Regions from separate parts of the Gossypium arboreum genome. Here region 1 is linked to region 2. Evidence: chromatin contacts called from public Hi-C data. All regions are on one chromosome and are shown on one strand. The core of a region is the stretch at or near the end of the contact, and the rest is flanking DNA. Distances in the headings are between cores, read along the strand shown.

Evidence for each region. Hi-C and Micro-C count contacts between places; a contact is called where the count stands out from the background.
Region 1: a contact with region 2 is called in a Hi-C map of leaf, with 4 times the contacts expected there. The contact joins the promoter of LOC108460770 here to the promoter of LOC108484047 in region 2. A contact is called at or near these places in 2 of 5 Hi-C or Micro-C datasets (both in leaf).

Annotation. Positions count from the first base shown.
Region 1 is chr4:36,668,800-36,674,768 of ASM2569848v2, reverse strand. It overlaps LOC108460770 (54S ribosomal protein L17, mitochondrial-like), which reads right to left and starts at 4,606. Exons shown (of 9, transcript XM_053027136.1): 1 at 4,031-4,606; 2 at 3,455-3,580; 3 at 2,341-2,434; 4 at 1,211-1,373; 5 at 902-967; 6 at 401-475. The coding sequence starts at 1,356.
Region 2 is chr4:35,949,890-35,955,514 of ASM2569848v2, reverse strand. It overlaps LOC108484047 (serine/arginine-rich splicing factor RS2Z33-like), which reads left to right and starts at 3,069. Exons shown (of 7, transcript XM_017787665.2): 1 at 3,069-3,195; 2 at 4,830-4,949; 3 at 5,529-5,568. The coding sequence starts at 4,840.

The sequences.
Region 1 (5,969 bases), core at 3,357-5,856, 720 kb before region 2:
GAGGAAGAAAATTTTTTCTTAAGGATGATGTTTATTGTTCGTTCACAAACTCTTATGTAAAAATAAGGAGATAGATACTTTAACTAGAAGAGAAAAGCACTTTGAGATCCAATTCTGATCATTTCTTCCTATACACTATTAGTTCCTTATGACATATATCTGATCTCTATCAAACAAAGAATAGCCCATAGATAAAAGTGTTACACTGAACAATTAAAAATGCACCACTTTCTTTCCGTCATTCCTTTTTGTCAGCTTCTTAGAGATTATTAATGCAGATTTCATGCCAGTTATTCCCAAAAATTGTTAGTTCTTGACAACACATATTCGATCTCTTTCAAACAAAGAACGGTCTCCTGATAATTAAGTTCCAATGAGCAATATGAAATCTACAACTTACTTTCTGTCATTCATTTTGTCAGCTTCAGTGATCCTTGGAGCTGGAACGTAGTCAATTTGGTAATCACCTTTTCCCCTGGTTATACAACAATTTCACTACATTAGCTGAAAATTAAAATCATCTTTGTTGCACTTCACCTTTTTCTTAATGTGCAAATCTGAAGTCATGCATGCACTCATTGAAAGTGCAAAGCAAGGAGGAGCATAACATACATAATGTATCCAAACGAACAACCTTCATTGCTTTTGAGGCTGTTGTTTTTCAATTTAAAACAATTAAGCCTAAATTACTCTACATTGTTTTCCCCAAATCAGCTCTCCAGAGGAATCACGACTCTAAATCATTCATTTGGATAAATCAATTGCTTTCCTTTTTTTTTTTTTTTCTTAATTGCTATGCATAAAATAAACAACTTTTATGCTTAGTCAGTAACCACTTAAGTTGGAAAGAAAGACCCAACAAACAAATAAATGCCCCTAATATAACAAATTTACAACTTGCCTAGATTTAGACATGTCCAAGAAATCATCAGGATATTTGCGTCGATGCTGCTGCCTCCATCGAAAGCTGCATAAAACAAAAGCAATTACATAAATAAATCCCAAGAGTTTCAGCTATTTCCATAAAACCCCAATTAGTAGCTGAAAACTTGAACTAAAAAAGCCAATAACTTTGTGCCATAAACCACTAATCATGCTGTTTTCAGCAAAATATTTTAGCTTTTTTTCTTCCTTTTTGCATCAATGAGCTAACCAATAGAAATCTAAGGTATCCTAGATCCCAGATTTTCTCACGAGAATGAAAACTTACGAAAACTCTTGAAATGCATAAACCACAGGATCCAATTTGGGAATAATGGCAGGTAATCTCTCGAACAGTACCGACGCCACAATTTTCTTGGAGGTTGAGGAAAACCCACGCACCCCCATGAATGGCCGAACCAACGATCTGTGCATTCTCGACTTGAAAAAGCCTGCTTAAACCTAAATCCAGTGTGAAGGCATCGTAGTAATTTTTTTTTTTTTTTTACTTTTCATTTAGGTATTTTTAATTTTTGTTTTACTTGAAAAACCCCAAACCCCAGCCCCCCAACCCATGCCTAAAGCCCACAAAACCCACACCCACGATTCAGTCTCCAAACCCATATACCCAGGCAGAAAAGCCCAAAAACTACCACGCCGCAAGACCCAAACACAAAATCCCAACCCCCAACAGTATACTGCTAAGCAGAAATTACAAAACAAATAGACCATAACACAACCATCTTAAACAGAGGCAAACAAGCAATCCGAAAATAAATAACATATACTAGACAATAAACAAACAAAAACAAGAACCAGACTGAGACCTGAAACTAAAATCCACTGAAATACAAGAAAAGAAGCATAGATCTGAAACTAAAAACAGAGATGAAAAGGCAAACGACAAAGTTGAAGTAAAGATTCATACCTGAAATCAGTCTCCTATGAAGCAGGGGATTTCAAAAATCACAAAGAACAGTTTAAGAATTTTAAATTATAATAAAAATAAAATCAGTTTCCATTTATTGTTTACTGGGCATTTGGAGAGCTATATTAATGTACAGTTGGGTTTCATTTATAGTCATTTTAATGAAAAAAAACAATAAACAAAAATAACCTTATCTCTTTTATTTTTTAAAACAACTTTCAAAACTTCTTTTTATGTTTTACTTTCTCCCTTTTTTTATTTACTTTATCCTTACCCCATTCAACTAAAAGGGACTTCAACGACTACTTTCAAACTAGTTTTTCCTTCACTTGATGGATTTGACTTTCCCAACTTATTACTAACACACTCAATGAGGGGAATACACACGACCAAATAAACATTAACAGTCATGCACACAAGAAACAATAATCAAATAAAACAACACACATCAATGTTATTCCAAACAAAATCATGAGATTGTAGAGAGATACCTTGCGTCGATATGAATGGCCAAGTCAATCAAAGGACAAATTGAAGCCCCCCTTCAAACACTGTCGACATCCTCAAAAGAGAAACCTTCTTTTGCTACATTATTAACAATATCAAAGCAAAAGATGAGTACATTGGATTTTTTAAAAAATAAGCCACTATTACTAGTCAAATATGAAACTCTAAAAGAAAACTCTCACTAGGGGTGAGCATTCGACCGAATTGAATCGAATGGAAAATTTTCGAGGTAATCAAGTTTTCAAATCCTATTTTATCATCCTAACTTGATTTGAAATTTTTACGAATCGAGTCAAGTGAGATGTTATTCAAATTGAATTGAATACAATTGTTCGAGTTAAATTAAAACAATGACTGATGTTATTTATTTTTATGTAATTTTTTAAAAAATATTTTTATTTAAAGTTTTTAAACATGATTATATGACGACTAGGAATTGGATCACTTGTCTACATGTTAAAAAGAACAAATTAACTAAAGACAGAGTCAAAAAGGACAAATTAAACCCTTATTTTACCAAAAAAAAAAAAAGTCTGCATAGAAAAAAATTCATTGTTAAAAACTCCATTATTCAGACCCCTAGAAAAAAAGAAAAGGATACAAGTCCATTTGATAAATGAAAAAATTACATATAAAGGAATGTAACAAAATAAAAAAATCATCACAGCACACAATTCTTCATGTCTAATAATTACTACATTATAGCAATAGATCTTACTTAGATTGAAGAAAGCTTTATCAAACTACATAGTACAGACCATATATCTTAAATATTCAACATCAAGCAAGGAAATTACAAATTAGGCAAGGAGAACCCAATAATCTATGGAGATAGAAATATTCTAAAGCAGCAGATCAGGGTTCATTAACAATCTGACTTATCAAAGTTATCGTGCATAGAGACTTTTAATGATACTTGATCATGCACAAGCACATGCATGTAAATAAAAAAGGAATAAAACAATCTATGGTTTATTGAGATTACTGAAATCAAAGTTCATAAATGGTCAATCTTTATTTCAAATGATACTTGGTCAAGCACAAGCACAAGCACAAGCACATGCATGCAAATAAAAACGGAATAAAAAAGGAACTCACTCTTGATGTTTACTTGTATAGAGACATATCAAAATTTGCAAAAGTATTGACAGATTAAACCATCTCGAGAAAAATCTTGAATATTCAAGCTTTTAATTGTGTATTTTTAGCATTTTCGCATCCCACCTGAGTATAGGGAAAACCAGTTTACTGAGTTTCTATTGACAAAATCTATGTTTCAGAAACTAAAATAATGTACCATGCAAAGATGTATGCCTTGGTATTATTAGCCTTTTTGCTCAGAAAATTAATAATTTTTTTAATTCATGGAAATATCTACAAGTTAGAAAGAACAAATTAACTAAAGACAGAGTAAAAAAGAACAAATCAAGCCCTTCGGCCCCTGCCTGCATATTTCAATTTAATATTGAATTCGATTCCACTCGAAAAATTCGAAAAAAAATCGAATTTCAAATTATTTGAATTGAGTTAATAGAATCAACTCGATTTTTAATCCGAAACAGTCATATAAAAGCTAAATCATGCAATTTATCTTTAAGTACACATTTTAAATCGTTCAAGTTTTTTACTGGTTTAATAATATATTAGATCATATCCAATTAAGCAGGCACTTACCGAAGAAAGTTGGTGATCCGATCAAGAGAGTAAAATGATCAGCTTCTAGTTTTGTTCGTTGAGTAATATCGTCGAGCACTTGGTGACCTGAAAAAAACGAACTGGAGAAAAAGAACTTAACAGAAAGGGCCTTGAATCCAAAATCAAATCGAATCGAAGGTTTTGAAAAAGGAGAAATAGAGGGGCGACTTAAAAGGGTTGACAGTTGGAGACAACCCTTGACGACGATTTGATGGCGATGAAAGCTCACGGCGGCTAGGGTTTCAAAACAAAAGAGAAGGCTCCTTCTCTTGGTTAGCTTTGCAGAAGGCTCAGTTTGACAGAGAAGTGAAAGATTTTGTTCATTTTTATTTACTTCACATTATATTTTACCTCGTTATGATAATATAAATAACTAAAATATAATCTGAATTAAACAAAAATAATTATTTTTAAATTTACCCTTTAATTTATCTTCATTTAAGTGAATAAAACGATAGAAAGGGAAAAGACCAAGATTTTAGAAGGTTCAGGAGCGGCCCAAATCTTGTAGTTTCTAATCAACGCGTTTCCAGTATGTGGGTATTATTTTCTTACTTTAACTTCATTGCCTTCATTTTTCTTTTTGGTAGATAAAAATTGAAAACAATTACAATATTATTCCAGTGTAAATATAAATAAACCGATCATCTAGCTGTAAATATTCCATGATCGCTTTTGGAGTTCCTAAACATTATCGGATCATAAAGGAAAATTTTTATCATTCCAGCCAACATATGTATAGTTATATTAACTTCCCTTGGAAATTGCTTTATTAATTTGTTTTTGTTAATGTTCTTGCCATTAATATTATCACCATTAGTGTCTATCATTATTATTATTATTATTATTATTATTATTTTGTGATCGGTAACTGTCCAACTTAATTTAAAAAATAAGCTTAAAATTTTATTTAAATCTAGCCTAAATTAAAATGCTAAATTGAATCGACTTGACATGTTCATATTAAATTTTTAAATTATTTTATATAAAAATTTAAAATATATAATATATCAATAAATTATAGTTTAAAAACATGTCAAATTCGAGATAACATAATATGGTAATCAACACATCACTATAATTTCTTCTAGATGTTATCGACATGTACCCAATGATCACATCAGTCTACTACATTAATTCATCTAAAAAGTGTTAAAACTTAGGTCATCGGGCTGGATCAAGTTTGGGCTAGATCCATACAATGTATTTAGATCAATTTTTTAATTCAAGTCTAATCGGTCTAGAAAATGGGCTTACATTTTTGTCCAAATCCGATTTGATTTAAAAAATGTAAACTCGAACCGATCCGGCTTGCTCATATTTGATTATTTTAGATTAGTTTTTATTTAAAAATATTTTTTAAAATATATATAATATACTAAATGCACTAAAAATGCTAAAATAAATGTTTTGTAACTCATTAAAAAATATTTATATTTTAAAAATATTAACATAAATATAATAAATGTTTTATTGTATTAAAATTAGGATTAACAATACTCATCATGTATCTAAATCTCAGTTCTTGAACTGTTCTAAATGAATGCTTGCCACACACAAGAAAAGTAGAAATAACTTGATGACACTCATCAGCATCAGCATCAAACTTATAGGTTTTTATAGATGAACCACCTCCTAAAGATGGTTGAGTGGCTATGGTGTATTGAATGAATGATGTCCTTATTAATTTTTTTCAAACAACTATTTAGATGACGTCTTAAATGAGAGGTTTCGCTAAAAAATTTAGAAAAAAAAATGATGTTGGAAAAATTGCATTTTATGGGAACTTTGAGGCATATTCTTAATAGGTAAAGGTGGAGAGTTGAATCATAAAATTATGGTTTCATATTTTACTCCATGAGACCTTTACAACGATACATCATATGCTCAAAATGGTTGAGTGGTGAATGAGAAATTG
Region 2 (5,625 bases), core at 1,820-4,319:
GCCCAAGGACCCGCGCGTTTTCGCGGTGAGGGTTATTTACAGGCTTGGTCCTTTCCCTTTCGCCCCATTTCCAAATCAGTTAATATTCGTATTTTTTTCTTTTAAATTTTACCCATAATTTGTGTGCGTTTGTATTTTGGTCCGCATGGGTGTTGCGTTTTGGGAGCCTAGAATATTTCCAGATCGAGCCCCTGTGCATTTGCGCGCATCGCATATTGGTCATTTCTTTTATTGTTTTGTTTTTAAATTATCCCTTTGGTTTTGGATTGTTTCTAATTAAACCCTCTTAGTTCATAGCCCTTTGTGTTCTTAATTAATCATTTTTAATTTTTAAACAACTTTGAGTAATTGTTATTTCATCATTGTAAACTTTTTTTGCAATGTTAACATCACATTTTGTACATTTTAAATGTTTATTTCCTTTGTATTATTATACATATACGTATATATTATAATAAAGTTAATATATTTTTATACATATAATGGCTTTGACTCTATTTATGTATTTTAATATTTTTATTCAAATATGCTTTATATATATGTTTTACATGGGATTCAAGTTATTTTATATCCATTTATATTAGCACATGTATTTGATTCACACACATTACTAAACCTATATATATATATATATATATATATATATATATTATTATCTCTATGTTATCGACATATATTTACTTTTAAATTTACATGTATATATATTAATACACTTTTTACTTTAATAGTTTTTATCTAAAACACTTTCGCTTCGTGATATATCATGTACTTTCTCTATGTATATACTGAAATAATTTTGAAACTTCATTTTTTTTTGTAATTATAAAATTATTATTATTTTTGAATATTCCTTTATATTATATGGCTTTTATGTTTTATATATAGCCCATTATTTTAAATGTTTTGATATAAGGGCCTGTGTATATTTTTAGACTAACTTAAAACTTATATTATTATTAATCTCATGATTTCTTTTACAATAAATTTGTACGTATATATTTGTAAATCTATTTTGTGTATTACGTCTCATCACGTATTTTATTATCCTTTCACGTTATATATATTATTTAAGTCATCACGTGCTTTGTCAATTTTCAAATGAATTCGTTTTTAAAACATTTTATGTATGACTTAATTCAAAATTGTATTCTATAATATCTATTTTAATAATTATATTCTTATTTTCTATGCAAATTTGTCAATTTATACATTATGTGCTTTGAAAATATTCATTCTACGATACATATATTTTAATGATTGCGTGTGTTTATTAAGCTTGTCTTTACAAATGTTCTTTATTTATCGATTTATCAATTCATATAATATGTGTCATGTACTTATCATTGTCTTAAAATAGTTTTATGCCATATTGTTTCTTCGATTTGCATTTTGTTTTGTGCATCTAGTAGTAATCATTTTATGTTATGTCATGCATGTCGTTGTGGCACATTATTTGTTCATTTTTCTTATTTCCATGTTAACTATTCCTCATGCATGATTGAAATCAAATTATATTTCCAAGCTAGTTATGCTTAGTTGTTTAAGTGTTTGTTAGCCGATTAAATAATTGAATTACCTTCATTTTTTTCATGCGCACGCATATTACCCCATTCATCGCTCCACTTGATTTTTGAAATGTGGTTCTATAAAACCCAAATTTTATGATTAATTTCGTCTTATTTCAAATCGAGTTAATACGTTTTAAGCTAGTTTTATAATCATTCAAAAATTCTTTAAAAAGAAGACGAGATTTGGTATTTGGCAATTCGCGGAATCGTGCCCTAACGTGTTGGGTTGCAATTTCTTATTTGCTCAAAATAATCGAATATCACTTCAAAATTTCACTTATGTCTTTTAAAACCCCTTAAACGAAGGCGATGTGTGATATTTGGCAATTCGTGGAATCGTGCCCTAACGTGTTGGGTTGCAATTTCTCGTTTGCTTAAAATAATCAAATATCCCTTCAAAATTTCACTCAGGTTTCCTAAAAATCTTTCAAAACGAAGGTGATGTTCAATGTTTGGCAATTTGAGAATCGTGCCCTATCGTGCTGGGTTGCGCTTTTTCATTTGTTCGAAACAATCGAAGATCCCTTCGGAATTTCACTCACTTTTTCCAAAAACTCTTTAAAACGAAAGAAATGTTCGATGATTGGCAATTCGAGGAATAGTGCCCTATCGTGCTGGGTCGCAATCTCCCGTTTGTTCAAAATAATTGAATATCTCTTCGAAATTTCACTCGTGTTTTCTAAGGTGAGGCAATGGTCAATGTTTGGAAATTCGAGAATTCGTGCCCTATTGTGCTGGGTTTCGGTTTTCCGTTAAACTAAATAGTTGAGCATCATTTTGTGATTTTCAAATTAAAATTTTCGGACGTCGAAACAAGAAGATTTTTGGCAACCAACTCGGGTTATTCAAATGTTATTAAAAAAGAACCACATTTCAAAAACATTCTTAATTTTAGACATAAGGACAGTATTTAATCGGTTTGGTACCAATTTTGGGCGTAGTGAGGGTGCTAATCCTTCCTCATACGTAACCGACTCCCGAGCCCGTTTTCTCATATTTTCGTAGACCAGAATCAATGTTTTAGTAAACCAAAAATGTTTTATTAAAATAACCAAATCCTTAGGTGATCCGATCACACCAAAACAAAAGATCGGTGGCAACTCTATATTTCTTTTTATCAAAGTCGATTCCCCATTTCTTTTAAACTTAAAAATTTTTAAATAAAAAGGATGGTTTCGACAATAATAAATTATGAAATAAATAATAATGGAAGTAAAAAGAAGGAGAAAAATATACATCAATCAACTATTCACAATACTTCTCGTAAATCTCAAATTATAAATATAAGAAATATAAATAATATAAAATTCTACTTCTAATCCTCATTATAAATAAAATTATTAATTTATCTGTCTTGTATTGCTTCAATAATTATCCTTCTAATATTCAACGGATCATTTGTTTGGACAGCCCGAAACACCGCACCCACACATTCTATAATTTTAAAGCTGATTGATCATTATTGTAATTCCGCGAATGTCAGTAGGGCTCTTTTGGTAATTACAGCATCTCTCATTTTTTAGTGTTGACTGTTGACTGAATCCTTATCCATAGGTTCCAGCCCAGGCCGTAATCATAGAAAAAAAACCCGATGCGTTTAAGCTCTAGCTCTCTTCGAAAAATCAAGGTTATTTTTTTTAATCTTCTCTTTTCTTCACCTCCCTCTTGAATTTCATTGTAAGTTCTCTTTTCTTTTTCTTTTATATTTCTTTGAATCCTTGTACTCTTACGTCCCCAATTTATCGATTATTTATTATAGATCTGAGAGATTCTCGAGCATTTTATATTTGAATTTGAATTTGCCGCTTCTTTATGTTTTTTTTTTGGCATGCATGTTATTTGTTTGTTTATAGTTTTTGGTTATATGATTTATATTGCTAATTTAACAATTATTTGTTTAGGACTTTAGGGTGTTAGAAATTGAAATCTGAAAATTAGGTATTCAATTTTAATGTTTAAATTAAGGATTTCGGGGGGTGGGGGGATAGTATTTTTCCTGTTTTATGATGTGTATTTGCGAGGCCTTTTTGGTACTGATTGGTTTTCGCTTTTAGTACTTGATTTTTTATGCCATTAGATTCCAAGCAAATGATATGTGTGTGTGTGTGTGTAGAAGTCCTGATAGGAGTGAGAATCATCTTCTTTACATGAATATTTCTTGTTTAGGGCTGTTAGAAATGAGGGATAAGAATCATCTTCCCCTTGTTTGGATAATTTGATTTTAGAAAAGGGAGGGAAAGCAAAGGGAGTTGAGAATCTCTCATTTTCCCTTCCTTTCCTCTATTTTTTAATACCCAATTTGGGGTAAAGTGAAAGGAAATTTTTAAATTTTTATATTAGGTAAAATTTTGATTTTTAACCTCTTTTTTTCTCAAAACTTCTTATTCGATCATCTTTCTACCTACAGACCATTGAACATCGGACTTATCCTTCTAGTATTAACTTCAGGCTTTAGCAGAGATCAAAGCATTTCATTATTCATTATTATCCTTGTAAACTTGAATATTAGCCGCCAACCAAACATTTGGGGCTTTGTCAAAATAATCAACTCATGTAATTATGATAACTAATGTTTTACATTTTGTTAGATTATTAGCTTCTCTTTTCTGAATTGGTAGCAACTTCATTTGTATTATTGGGTAACACTTTAATTATTTTTCTATGAAGAATATTAGTGTTTTATAATTTTAATTTAATTTTAGTATTGTTATGTATGCAGGGGATAGAATTGGAAATTTCATTCAAAATAAATAATTTCCTTTCCTTTCCTTTCCATAGTTTACCCAAACAAGAAATATTAAAATCACTTTCCTTTCCTTTATTAATTTTAAGAATCCAAACAAAAAATAAATATATCATTTCCTTTCTTTAACCTTCCATTCCATTCCATTCTTTTCTTTACTTTCCTTTCCTTCAATAATATTTATCCAAACACAGGGTGAAATCTTAAATTTTAAATTATACTCAAAGGTGTTCTTTTTCATGTTCAAATTAAGGATTTTGGGGAAAAATTAGCATTTCTTTTTCTTGTTTTGCAATGTGTATAATCACTGCATTAAAAACACAAGGTCTTACAACCATATTAGATTCTCTGGCATTGAAGATTTTAAAATATCATCATTAATCTCCATTTTTTCAGTTCTTTTCTTTCTAGATCATTATAAAAATTTGAACTTTCTATATATTCTATATGGGAATAGCAAAAGATAGACTAGAACCATGCCATTGTCTTTTTGGTTCTTATTGAAATGCTTGTTGCAGGGAAAGAGAAATGCCTAGGTATGATGACCGCCGCGGTAGTGGTACACGCCTTTATGTTGGTCACTTGTCTTCGAGGACAAGGTCACGTGATCTTGAGGACATGTTTAGCAGATATGGGAGGTAATCTATTCTTTTATTATGTTTAAGAAATTCGTAAAATTCGTAATCATTGCATCTAGTAGTGGTTTAGGTTAGTTAAATTTTATTGCATATTTCAAGTGTTTCGTTCTTTTTTCTCCATTTAGGTGTTCTTGGTTTTTTCTAGTGTTCCATTTTTATCAATTTGGGTGTTCATGATCTTTTTATTCTTTCGTATTTGTTGGTCATTAGGATAAGTTCAGGACGTAGTGACAATGAAGTAGGAGATACTAGAGTCCTTCATGAGCTCTTGTTGTAGTGCTGGACGTCTGGTATTCCATATAAAACATGAGTGAGAATATTGCACCCTCCACATGTCTGTGTGTGTGGTTTAACTTCAATGATCTTGTTGAAGGTCTCTTGGCTTTTGCCTAACATGGAGGTCTATGGTGAGAGGGTCCATGGTGGATTTGGCCAGTCTTTCTAGTGTTATTGCCTGTTTTTATCGAAATGGAACAATATCAAAAGTGGTGTTTTTGATTCAACTCTGAGGGGCGAACTCTCAACCCTTCGATAATTGTGTCTTGATGGCCTTTCTGTTTCTGGCACCCCTTTACGCAGAATACGTGATGTGGATATGAAGCGCGACTATGCATTCGTTGTATGTATTCTTTACTCAATTTAAACCGAAACTGCTTGTCTTCCTTATCCATAAATT